Regions from separate parts of the Triticum aestivum genome. Here region 1 is linked to region 2. Evidence: chromatin contacts called from public HiCAR-type data. All regions are on one chromosome and are shown on one strand. Each heading gives the region's core, a stretch centred on a gene start, on an enhancer-like site or on the middle of the called end of the contact. The rest is flanking DNA. Distances are from core to core; before and after follow the strand shown. Region 1 holds the start of LOC543152 (nuclear transcription factor Y subunit A-7). Region 2 holds the start of LOC123093336.

What was found. HiCAR-type assays count read pairs that join an accessible place to other places.
Region 1: a contact with region 2 is called in a HiCAR-type map of leaf, with 3 times the contacts expected there. The contact joins the promoter of LOC543152 here to the promoter of LOC123093336 in region 2. A contact is called at or near these places in 2 of 5 Hi-C or Micro-C datasets (both in leaf) and 1 of 1 datasets of contacts at active chromatin or transcription factors (leaf).

The regions. Positions count from the first base shown.
Region 1 is chr4B:574,596,834-574,603,293 of IWGSC CS RefSeq v2.1, forward strand. LOC543152 (nuclear transcription factor Y subunit A-7) reads left to right here and starts at 2,818. Exons shown (of 7, transcript XM_044515275.1): 1 at 2,818-3,045; 2 at 3,907-3,964; 3 at 4,086-4,211; 4 at 4,411-4,523; 5 at 4,617-4,685; 6 at 5,048-5,221; 7 at 5,367-5,943. The coding sequence starts at 3,940. The coding sequence ends at 5,594. LOC123093339 (a long non-coding RNA gene) reads right to left here and starts at 2,174. Exons shown (of 5, transcript XR_006445285.1): 1 at 1,721-2,174; 2 at 1,314-1,619; 3 at 1,150-1,230; 4 at 965-1,043.
Region 2 is chr4B:574,456,682-574,462,920 of IWGSC CS RefSeq v2.1, forward strand. It overlaps LOC123093336, which reads left to right and starts at 1,369. Exons shown (of 6, transcript XM_044515271.1): 1 at 1,369-2,456; 2 at 2,531-2,619; 3 at 2,766-2,862; 4 at 3,152-3,294; 5 at 4,052-4,147; 6 at 5,472-5,739. The coding sequence starts at 2,303. The coding sequence ends at 5,513.

The sequences.
Region 1 (6,460 bases), core at 1,568-4,067, 140 kb after region 2:
AGAAAAAATGAAGAAGAAAAAGAAGACAGCCAATTCTTTACAACTACGACCTGAAATGCCTTCCGCAAACCAAATGCTTGTGTATCTACCACAGTACAACCAAACCCAAATGGTAAAAGAAGTCTTCTTTTTAACTTTTTTTCATTTTCAATCCTCTGCGACCTAAGCTTTGCTATTTACTTGCATAAGGTCATATGGGAGCTCCGGCCAATCTTGTACACCCCTATTTAGCACATTACAACTCAAGTCTGCGACAATCCATTGGTACCTCTACCTCTACGATGATGTCAGGACAAAATCTATCATTCTCCCAACAACAGACTCCTACAAGTGGTACCTCTACCCCTATGATGATGCCAGGACATAATATATCACTCTTGCAACAACAGACTCCTATGAGTGGTACCTCTACCCCTGTGGTGATGCCAGGACAAAACCTATCATTCCTCCAACAACAGACTCCTACGAGTGGTACTTCTACCCCTGTGATGATGCCAGGACAAAACTTATCATTCCTCCAACAACAGACTCCTACGAGTGGTACTTCTACCCCTGTGATGATGCCAGGACAGAATCTACTATTCTTCCATCAACAGAAGCCAGCTTAATCGATGTTACAGATTTTTATCTCATGTATTTGCTTGCAATTCTATTAGAACCTATGAGTATACGACCATGCTTGCAATTCTTACTTGTTCATGTGACTGTCGATGGAATGCAACAATTTTTTTCTACCTTTCATGCACTGTAAATATTGTCAACTCGTTCACTGGTGTACTCCATCTAAAGACATGTCGCAAAACAACGATAACACTCAACTTCTGTGAAATCGATAACAGTATTGTGATTTCTAGTATGTCTACTGCTAAACAAGCAATATGAACTATGTTGTTGTAAGAATACTTTGCATCAGGTACAAACTGTAGTACGACCAACATCCAACGGCATAGATTTTATATCTAACCTCACAAGCAGAACTGTAGTTAATCACTGACAACGCCGGCGTTGACATTGTTGACCCACGTCTTCTGGCCTCATGCTGTCTGTAAATATCACCAACATCAGCTAATTAAAATTCAGTTCATTCAACCAGTAGAGAACATGATCAACATTTTGTGCTAGACAATCACATCATAGAGGGTCACTCACCGAGCATGGCGACCTCGGCGGGCGTGAGCAGAGTTCTCACCAATACTTAATGAAAGAGATGCTTATAGTACTAGCATACGCCTGCTCAAATAGTATCATACAAATGAATGAGTTGCAGTTGATACATATCCAGACTCAAACGTGAGGCTAGCATTAGTACAGACCAAACAGTTTCATTAGTACGTCTCACAAAACTACGGTCAGCTCAAGGCCTGTGAGATCTGTCGTCTTCCAGCTGTAGAATAGTCGACCGCCTCAATTTAGTGATCAGTAGCACAGCGTCCGCGTCCGCCTCTGTTGCTGCTTAGCTTCTACTGCTGCTATACTAGCAGGGAACACGCGCAAAGGCGCTGCCAGAAAGCCAAGTCGCAGCCGGCGACAGCCGCCACGGTCGCCACGGTCTAGGCGTCGGCGGCCGCCGCGACCGTTACCTCGTCGGTGATGGACACACAGCGCCGCCTCAATTTGGTCTGAGAACAAATCCAATCAGCAGACAACAAATTAGAAGAAGGAAGAAACAAACTGGATCGAACAGGGAAGGGTCAATGTCAGCAAGCAGGAGGAGCAAAACCAGGAGGGGGAGGTGGTCTTGAGATTGGAGAGGGCCGGCATCTGCGACGGGGGTGGCGCCACACCTGCTCGAGGCCATGGCCTAGGTCCGATCTGATTCAATCTTGAGCTTGTGCAATAGCTGCCTGCTTGGCTGCGGTGGCAAAGTCAGCGGCGGGGAGGGACTGGGAAGTGCGGCGACGGGAGCGGAGGGCGGTCGCTGGATTCACTCGATGCCTTCGCTCCCCGCGGACCACGGTCGGCTGTCGGAAGTGAGAGCGAAAGGGGAAGAAAGGGGACGAAGGGGAATACATACGGGGGGAGGGGACGGAATACGGGAGATCCGCGAATTGTTTCCTCAAAAAAAATAGACGACGGGGAAGAAAAATTGGCCCAGCCGTTCGATGCGATTTTAACGTTTCGGGAGCACCGATGGAAGCACGGGACGGGAGCTGCCCCGTCCGCCGCCATGGCCGCGACGTTCGTCCCCCAGCTAGCCCCGCTGCTACAAAAAACTGAAAGCGACATCCAGGGGCGGATGGCGACAAGAACGGCTGCCGCTTCTTCAGCGCAGCGCGGGCCTCCCCTACTACGTGGTGATGACACTGAAAGCGTAGCAGCGATCTTGAAAAAAAGAAACATGACGCCGATAGCGTGGCAACCATAATCTACTCCCGGCCAGCAATAGCAAGCGAGAAAACATCAAACATCTCGGGCCGGGAGGAGACTAGCATAAATAAAATACGTCGACGTGCCCACTCGAGCCGGGCCATTTCCAACTGCATTTTTATATGCCCTCCCAGACTAGTCTCCGGATCCACCTCCCAAGCAAGCCATTGCTGTCATGTCACTTCAGTTGATCTTTCGCCGGGCGGTGAAACCGCGATCGATCCGGGACACGTAAGCAGCCGGGGTTGCTAAACCGACACGGTAAGTGATGCGCGTGGCGTGCCTTGCTACTCCGGTGAACTGGAAGGTCTGGTCGACCCCGGGGTTAACGAGTCACCGATGCAATCGCGTCAGTGATTTCGAACCCTACTACTCCGGAGCTGTGGGTTATGTTGCGAGATTTTTTTGCATCTCGTTTTCTGTCTCACTGTTCTATCTTCTGGGCTGTGGGTTATTTTATTCAGCGGTCTGGTAGGTGAGTGGACAGTTGGAGGGGGAGATAAAGCCAACAGAGAAATACTCCAACCAAGCCAAAGCCAAAGCCAAGCAGAGAGAGAAACGGAAACAGAGGGGGAGAAGACTTGCAGAGGAGAGGAGCAAGTTGCGGAGGAGGCAGCGGCAAGGGAGGAGGGGTCGCCGGAAGGGGGACATGCTCCCTCCACATCTCACATCTCGCAGGTCTCCTCCTCCTCCTCCTCCGCTGCCTCTCACTCGCTTCCCCTGCTTCTCCTCCGGGGCGCGGGCGGGCGCGCCGGCTCTGTGCCTGCCCCTGCCCGAGCTCGGCCTCCTGCCATTGCTGACCGGTTCCCTGGGCCGTCTGCCCGGTTTCCTGCTGGATCCGACTGGGTTCTTGCTGTTTCAATTGTTTTTCGGCCGATTTGCCGCTCAGATTCGTGGGTGCATTCTGCTGCGGTTCAACTGTGTTTTCGTGTGTGTGTCTACAGCCTTTTGTTATAGTTTAAGTTAAGAAAGATTAGTAGTAGTACTAGCAATACTATTACCTGGGGGTAAACTGAAATCTTGTTGCTTGGAGGATTTAGATGGAGTGTTGACTGTGAATTTGTTGTGATTTGCAGCTATTTCTTCAAAGTAGCTGTTGTTGTCTGAATTTTTTTAACAGCTGTAAGTGGGGAGAAGAGAACCCCTGAGCTTATAAATGAGCGATTCGGATTTGTCTAGCGGGGGACTAGCAAATCATCTACTCAGAGTTTGTATACTCAGTTATTAGTACACCTTGCCTTAAGGATCAGAATTTCTGATTCAGGGACCAGGTTGATGCACAGTGCTGGTGTGATTTTTTCTTTTTACATGTGCGAGCATATAATTCAGTGAGTACAGCATTTGACATGTGCATCATGTCAAATTCGACCGAATCTAATTTTTTAAAGTGCACGCGGCCAGTTTCAGTGATCCTTTTTTTTGAGTTGCGAGGAGCAATTCTACTAGTATATCTTCATGTTTCAGCGTTTAATGTATTATTTGGACAGTATCACTTTAATCTGTTGTTGTTACTGACCTGCTGCTTACTTACATGGACAGCTTGAACTGAGAGCAAGAGTAGAAACCCATAAGATGAGACGCAAGCAAAATATGCATGGTATTCTTCACTTCTAATGTTTCAGTTCCACTATCCTATCCTACTTGACTGGCTATGTGCTGTATATACTGATTTCCTGCTGCTATTAGAGTTATAACATCTTTTTGTATTCCTCTGGCAGAAAATGGCACAATCATGATTCAGTTTGGTCAGCAAGTGCCTAACTGCGAGTCCTCAGCTAGCGATTCTCCTCAAGAAGTGTCCGGGATGAGTGAAGGAAGCTTTAATGAGCAGAATGATCAATCTGGTTCGCCCTAGACCTGCCAACTATTTCTTTTCTGAATTACTATTCCATAATCTTGTAATATCATCTCTCCTGGAAATACAGAATGGAGTAGTCTCCAAAAATAGTAATGGAAAGAACGATATTGATGATTGAGGACCTTGATGTGCACTTACATATCAAAGTTAGATGACATTTGTTTCCTCCTTGTATTTAATACTAGGTAATCGCGATGGCTACACCAAGAGTGATGAAGGCAAGATGATGTCGGCTTTGTCTCTGGGCAATTCAGAAACAGCATACACACCCCCAAAACCTGACCGCACTCATCCCTTCGTAAGTCTCTATTATGATGCTTAAAAATTTCTGAATTCGAAGTGTTTGTTGAATGGCGAGCATGTGAATTGTGCAAGATGTTTGCTTTTTCAGGCCATATCATACCCATATGCTGATCCTTACTATGGTGGTGCAGTGGCAGCCTATGGCACACATGCTATTGTGAGTGATATTTCTGTCATCCCTGTTCCCTCACTAATTTCTGGCCTTATTTTTTTTCTGTGCTTGACGGTCTTGCTTATACCTTTGGCAACTGTTTGGATTTTTGTGTGCAAGCATGTGCTTTAGGTATAACTGGAATGACTGTTGAGACAAGGCAACTAAACATGATTGTGTTTAATCACACCAATTTCACTTAAAAGTCAAATTTTCAATGTTGAGCAGCATACTGGTGGTGGCAACTTATTTTTATTTCAGAATCTCCATCCCCACCGCAGATTGGTTCTATTCTTTTTGTTAGGTTTAATATGGTGCCTTTCGATGTTACTAACTCATCTTTATCTGGTGCAAAACAATTTGAATAGATGCACCCCCAGATGGTGGGTATGGTACCATCCTCTCGAGTGCCACTGCCAATTGAACCGGCTGCCGCCGAAGAGCCCATTTATGTGAACGCGAAGCAATACCATGCCATTCTCCGAAGGAGACAGCTCCGCGCAAAATTAGAGGCTGAAAATAAGCTGGTCAAAAGCCGTAAGGTATCATTTTTATGCATGATTTCATTTTAAAAACACAAGTACTATCGTTGGCCCCATCGGCATCTTTTGGTTTATTTTCCCTGTAGTAGAAATGAATTTAGTCCACATGCACTCTACATAACATAATATTCATGCCTCTGTTCAGCCGTACCTCCACGAGTCCCGGCACCAGCACGCGATGAAGCGGGCTCGGGGGACAGGCGGGCGGTTCCTCAACGCAAAAGAGAAGTCCGAGGCGGCCTCCGGCGGCGGCAATGCATCAGCAAGATCTGGCCACGCCGGCGTTCCTACAGACGGTGGTGGCATGTTCTCGAAGCACGACCACACCTTACCGTCCGGTGACTTCCATTACCGCGCAAGAGGGGGCGCCTAGGGCGGGCCTTTGCCCCCTGGCAAATCATCCTTGGCTTATGTGTGTGGTGAATGACCGTCAATTCGGTCCAATGATATTGTAAAACTGAATTTAGAGTCTGCAATTGTTACTTGGGGGTTTGGTAGACGGTCGTTGTGTTTGGGGACGCTGCAGCTGCAGCTGCAGCTGCCGGTTCTCTTGTTGTGGTAGGTTTGTGTGGCATGGCAGGTGCTGCTAAGCTGGAGCCTGCTTGAACTGTTTTCCTGTCACTTTGTTGGGGTAATAATGACCATCCTGTATGATATTAGTACTGACTTGGAGTAATAACCATTCCCGGCGTGATGCATTGCGCCTGTGGTGGTGTTTCTTTTGAGCCATGAAGTTAAACGACTTGAGTGTCGGCAGTTGTTGCTCCTTCTGGAAGTGGCAGGTTCAGAGATGATGAGATGAGACACCCAGCCTCAGATCTGTTTTTAGAGGAAAAGGGCTCTCGCCCCGGTTCCATAGCAATAATAACGAAATCAAAACAGAGAGTCAGCGCTTACACGGCACGCGGGGGAAAACAGTCAACATGCTGCCCCAGCAAAAACAAAGGGAGTCTACATCCCTGCCCCAGCAAAAACAAAGGGAGTCTACCCCTCCTAACTTGGCGTAGTCCGGTTGTGATACAAGCCCTGAATGTACAAAAAAAAAATATTGATGTGGCTATAGATGGCCTGGGAGAAGCTATGTGCAGACTAACTGGGTTCTATGGAGAGCCTAAGTGGGAAGATAAACACCTATCCTGGGAGTACTTGAGATCTCTTAGGCCGCAGATGATTGGCCTTGGGTGGTCATCGGGGACTTTAATGAAATTCTATATTCCCATGAGGAGGAAGGAGGGGCTC
Region 2 (6,239 bases), core at 119-2,618:
AAATGTGGATTGCTAATCATTCCATCACCCTTCAAAAAAAATTTACTAATCATTCTATTAGCATCTGGTGGTATCCTGACAAGGTCTTCATAAAAAAAAACAAGGTCTTCGCCCCAACATCTTGAGAGCCTAGCAAGAGAGTGTGGAGAGATAAAATAAAAATAGGATAGCCACAACCGGCAGGCAAAACACAAGGTAGAAAACTAAACACTTATCCTATTACATCCGCCATGGCTTGGGGCGTAGAGACATAATCCTTTGTATACTGTTCATTTCTACAGCTACTATTCCCCACTGTAGCTAGTGTAGAGATTTAATTGCACAGAAGTACCATAATTTGGGCATTGGAAGCAGATTGGTACCAAGTTCGGTAATTTTTATGTGTCAGTATCAACTTTGGGGCGCGGCGTTGCAGAACGGACTAAACGTGTACTTACGGAGAAACTGACAGCGGGCCCGCCTGTCAGGGGCTGACATGGCATCTTCTTTTACAGAAAAACCTCTCGCCTTATATTTAATCGCACAAAGGGCCTCGTTTGCGGAAAAAACTTTAAACCAGTAAAGGTAAATTACCCGCGCCCGCGAGGATTTGAACACGCGACCGACCACCCGAGGGAAAATAGCGGCGACCACTACGCTACGCCACCCTCGGCTTATATTTAATCACACAAAGGGCCTCGTTTGCGAAAAAAACTCAAAACCAATAAAGGTAAATCTTACCTGCGCCCGAGAGGATTTGAACACGCGACCGACCACCCGAGGGAAAATAGCGGCGACCACTACGCTACGCTACGCCACGCCACTCCGTTCGATAAAGTGGTACTTGAATGTTTAATACTATACATAGGAAACCACTTTCGTTGCTGGACAACTGTTTCGTTTTTTAATGCGTTTTTTTTGTTTTGTATTTCTTTTATTATTTAAGACACGTCCTGGACTTCTTCCAGTTTTCATTTTTTAAAACTTTTGTGCATCTCTTTTATATATAGGTTTTGTAATAAATGGTGTACATTATTTCAATACTTTTGACATTCTTAAAATTTACACCAAATTTTGTTCTATGCCGCATTTTTTCAGATATTGTATATTAAAAAAAATGCAATTATATAACAAAATTGTTCATCGTATATTATACAATAGTATTCAGTGTGTATTTATACAATAATATTCAGTGTGTGTTTTCAAAAAATATCGCATAATATAAAAATTACTATATATATATCTTTACCTACTAATAAACCACGTAGTGTTTCTGGTCGTACGTCGTCGCCATTTTTATAAAAAAGTCCCTTTGCTTTTCGAAAATAGAACTCGCAGTCCTTTCTTTAGTGAATCTGGAAAAACGCTTCGGTTTTACAAAAAAGACCCTACGTTTGTTTGATATTCAGTCCGCGGTCCCTGATTCATCTTATCCAAAACTCCTCCCTTTCCAGCGACGGCAGCGATGGCGGAGCATGAGCAGGTGAGGGCGGCGCCTTCGTCGGACGGCAAGCCGCGACGGAGGAGAAGGCGGACGCCATGGGTGCGGCTACAGACGAGGCGGAGGAGAAGGCGGACGCCGTGGGCTTGCTGCACGGCTATAGCCGAGGCGGAGGAGAAGGCGGACGCCGTGGGCGTTCATGGAGGATGGTACGCCGGCCGCGTCAAGTCCCCTGCCCCCGGCCGCCGGCGCCTGTTCTCGGCCTCCATCGCCCGGAGGCGTGCCCCTGCTGTCGGCCTTCGCGTCTGCTTCGTCTGCATCACGCCAGCGCCGCCCTCGTCGTCGCGGCGTTCTTCTGCTTCCGGCGTCGCCCCGTCGCCCATGCGCCGAGTTCTGCTGCGGCCTCTGTTCTTCCGCAACGAGTAGCAGCAGGTCGTCTGCGGTTGCGGCAGCGGTGTAGGCGAGCGAGGCAGAGGAGCAGTCAACACCGGCGTCAAGGGCAAGGTAGGCCGGGCGCAGTGTCCTCCGGCGTGTGGTGGCGCATTTGTACGACGCAGGAGGCTGGGCGCGTCGATTCGGGTGAGGGGAGTGGGGTCCAGATCTGGTCGAGGACGGGGCAACCGGCGGCGGCGGCGTGGCTGACGCTGGACGGAGAGAGAGGCAGAGCAAGGCACGCCGAATCGCTGGATGGCGCACCTCCCCTAGCCTCCTTCCTCTCCCGGTCGTTGGGGAAGCAGGACGGCCACCTCTGCTGGACGCCCTTCCCTGGTCGACGACGAGCGATGCGGGCTGACACGGTGGCGCCCTTCCGTTGTGGAGTACCGTACTAGGACGACGGCGGTTAAGGTCAACGCCCTGCTCGACGCCCCCATCTGCTGCTCGATGCGCCCATCCCCTCGCTGGTTGAGCTCAACGCCACCTTGCTCTGCCTCCGGCAGTCATTTCATCCAATCTGGCTGGTCCGCTCCCCACCTGGGCGGCTCCTTCAGTCCGGCAGCACACCACGCTCAAGCCTCCACCACCCCAACTCCTCAAGGTATAAGATTTGCTTTTTGTTTATACAGAGGATGCAAGATTCTACTGTTGCCGTGTAATAAGTAGCACTTGCAGTTACAGTAGACAAGGAGCTCCGCTGTACCTCTCATCTCTTTCCCTATCCTGGTGGTCACGGGCTGATGTTGCTGCTCCTCTCCTTCAGGATCTATCTCTTTCTCTTTGTCTCTCACCCTCTCATGGATTGACAACTGCATTCTTCCCAAATTAATGTGTGCCTCTGTTCTTGATATTACGCCCACACCATGTTTGATGTTATGCTTATGAGGAGTTGAACTTCATTTTTTTTCAGGCTTTTCTTTGGTGTATCAGGCATTCAGGCTGGTGTAATTTGTTTTCAGAAGTGAACATGTTGTACAGTCCAATGTATCTACAAAAATTAAGTTATGGTGAGTTGTTCATCATGTTGCTTGCATATTTTTTTTCTAACAAGCTGGATACTTCAGTTTTGAATATAAACATTGAGTAGGTGCTCAAATATTTTGCTAATGATAGTTTCCAACTTGCTTTTTAGCAGAACTACAGAACTATTAGCAGCTTTTAATTATGTGTACTTAAAATGGATTTGGTGTCCAGGACATGTGGAGTTGAGATCAGGTTGAATTATGTGCTGATGTTCTTCGATAGTATAATTGTTCTTCTCCTTTAACATGATGCACCATTGACTTATTTTTTTAGATGCTCAAATACGCAGAGTAATGACATCCTGTATGCGCTTGGACACCCAGCAGATTGAAAATATAGAAGCAAAGATATCCAATACGAGGCCACGATGCCCGACAGAGATGCAGCCAATACGCGCCCAATCTTTATTTCTTGATGTTGGAACAACAAATAAGAGCATGTTCATGTTTATTTATTATGGTTTTTTTTCGAGAAATTTTGGGGATTTACAAGCTGAAATTATTGACTGTCTGAAAAAATGTTTTAACCAAAACTCTTTGAACAATGTGCCCTGGTTCTGCATTCATGGAACTGTAAAAAAAATTGAACAAGTTCAGTCGGAGTTTTGTTCCTGTTAATATTCCATTCTTAGTGTCAGTTTCTTTCCACTTGCTCATCTTTTAATGTTGAACTATACATGTACTTATTATTAAAGTTTTGTTGTTCCTAAACTAATTAGATTTTTTAAGCACTACTGAACTAATTGGATGCCATCTTAAATTACCTTCCCTTTGACATTATTGTACAGATTCCTGAAACACTGTCCAGAATTCCACTGCTACAGAATTGAAATTCGATAGCACATGGTAAACCAGCTTTGATTCAGCAGGGTTATCAGCTTAGATTCGACTATTTTTAGTTCCTACAAGAGCAAATGATACACTTATGTCAGTAGTTTTTAGATATATTCACTGGCTTCAGATTCTGCTGATGGATTTTTATGCTCTGTTCTGCTTCTAGAGCTTGTGAATGATGTTCATTGTTGTTTGAAAGATGCACTTTTTTTATGCCTATATGTAAACGATGCAATTACTGGCTGAGAGATACACTTATTGGTGCTGTTCTGAAATGATGTTCATTACTGTTCTACAGATGCAGTAGACTGATGTTTATTGTTGTTTTCTTATTGTACAGAACGAGGACGGATCCAAGGTTGAGTACTGGGTGTGGAACCCCTTCAGATCCAAGTTGGCTGCTGTTGTACTCTGTGGTGTGGACAACATCTGGATTGTAAGTCTTTTTTGATGATTCCTTCCGGCGCCCTGTCATACTCATTGCTCTTCAGTTAACGAAATGAATGCACATCGGCAACACAGGCAATAGCAGAATGGGGTATAATGAATGTTTTGTTTGAGTCTGACTGTCAAACGCTGGTTCGTGTTTCTAGATTTTCTAGCTAAGGGCTGGTTTTGTTTAGCTGGAACACAAATCACGATCAGATGTACCTATTATGACGATTTCGGGTCCGTGCTAACTATTTCTAATTTTGAAATTATTCCTCAGAACACATGATTACATTACATTACACACTGAAAAATGGTGCAAAGTGGAAGTTGGTACTAAAGCGGATAGCTCTTTTTGATCTGCACAGAAATTTCAGTAATAATATGTGCCACTCATTTTGTTACCAAAAGCTGGGATGATTTTTACACTTTGTTTCCTGGTCCCCTTTCCATTTTGACAAATTTATTATCCCGAAGTTTATGCATAATGATGAAATATTCTGTGGTAGTATGTCGAATGCAGTTTAGTATATTCCCGTTGGTTCTGTAGTGATTTTTAGCTCCGACCATTTTCTCTCTAATTTTATTTTAAGGTCTACTCTTTTAAAAGTTTTTATTATGTTTTTCTTTAAAATAAAAGATTGATACAAAAATGGCACCTACTATCATTACAGGTCCGAGGAATTACAGCTTGGGGACTTGGGAGGCGATCGTAAAAGCGGTGTGCTACAGTGTAATGCACGAGCAATATGTGAAGATTTTTTTAAGGAGGGGGTTAATAAACAATCAGAAAATTCTTTTGCCCCCTCAGAAAACTATGTTCCGTGTTTGGCCCCTCTGGGCATTGATGTGAAGCTATACAGTCGTGTAATATGACCAAACTCATCACCTCGGGGTTGATCAGCTAACTATTTCTAATTTTGAAATTATTCCTCAGAACACATGATTACATTACATTACACACTGAAAAATGGTGCAAAGTGGAAGTTGGTACTAAAGCGGATAGCTCTTTTTGATCTGCACAGAAATTTCAGTAATAATATGTGCCACTCATTTTGTTACCAAAAGCTGGGATGATTTTTACACTTTGTTTCCTGGTCCCCTTTCCATTTTGACAAATTTATTATCCCGAAGTTTATGCATAATGATGAAATATTCTGTGGTAGTATGTCGAATGCAGTTTAGTATATTCCCGTTGGTTCTGTAGTGATTTTTAGCTCCGACCATTTTCTCTCTAATTTTATTTTAAGGTCTACTCTTTTAAAAGTTTTTATTATGTTTTTCTTTAAAATAAAAGATTGATACAAAAATGGCACCTACTATCATTACAGGTCCGAGGAATTACAGCTTGGGGACTTGGGAGGCGATCGTAAAAGCGGTGTGCTACAGTGTAATGCACTAGCAATATGTGAAGATTTCTTTAAGGAGGGGGTTAATAAACAATCAGAAAATTCTTTTGCCCCCTCAGAAAACTATGTTCCGTGTTTGGCCCCTCTGGGCATTGATGTGAAGCTATACAGTCGTGTAATATGACCAAACTCATCACCTCGGGGTTGATCACATTCGTCGTGAATAGGTGGATAACATGACCATCATCGACAATGGTGGCAAGCAAGAGAAGTGGAATCATAAACTAGGACGAGCGAGGATTTGTTTAACCCGTTGCAACGCGCGGGCCCTTTTGCTAGTATATATTAAAAATGTTCATCTAAAAAATAAAAAATGTGTTCATATAGTATTCAGTATAAATAATTTCAGTGTGTATAACAAACTGTTCGTATGTTATACAATAGTGTTCAGTATGTATTTATAAAATAATTTTCAGTGTGTATTTACAAAAATATCGCATAATAAATAGTTCAGTATAAATTTAAAATATATCGAGTACTGAGAAAATGTTCACCGTTTACTACAAAACCTATATAAAAAAGAAATGTGCGTAAATAAAAGAAATGGAAAACCGGAAGAATACCCAAGATCTAAAAAGATAAAAGAAAACTAAAAATAATTTACACAATATTTTTTTCATACATGTCGAACCTTTTTTGAAATGTACATGTATTGACGCTGAAACTGATGGGTGGGACACACCTGTCAGG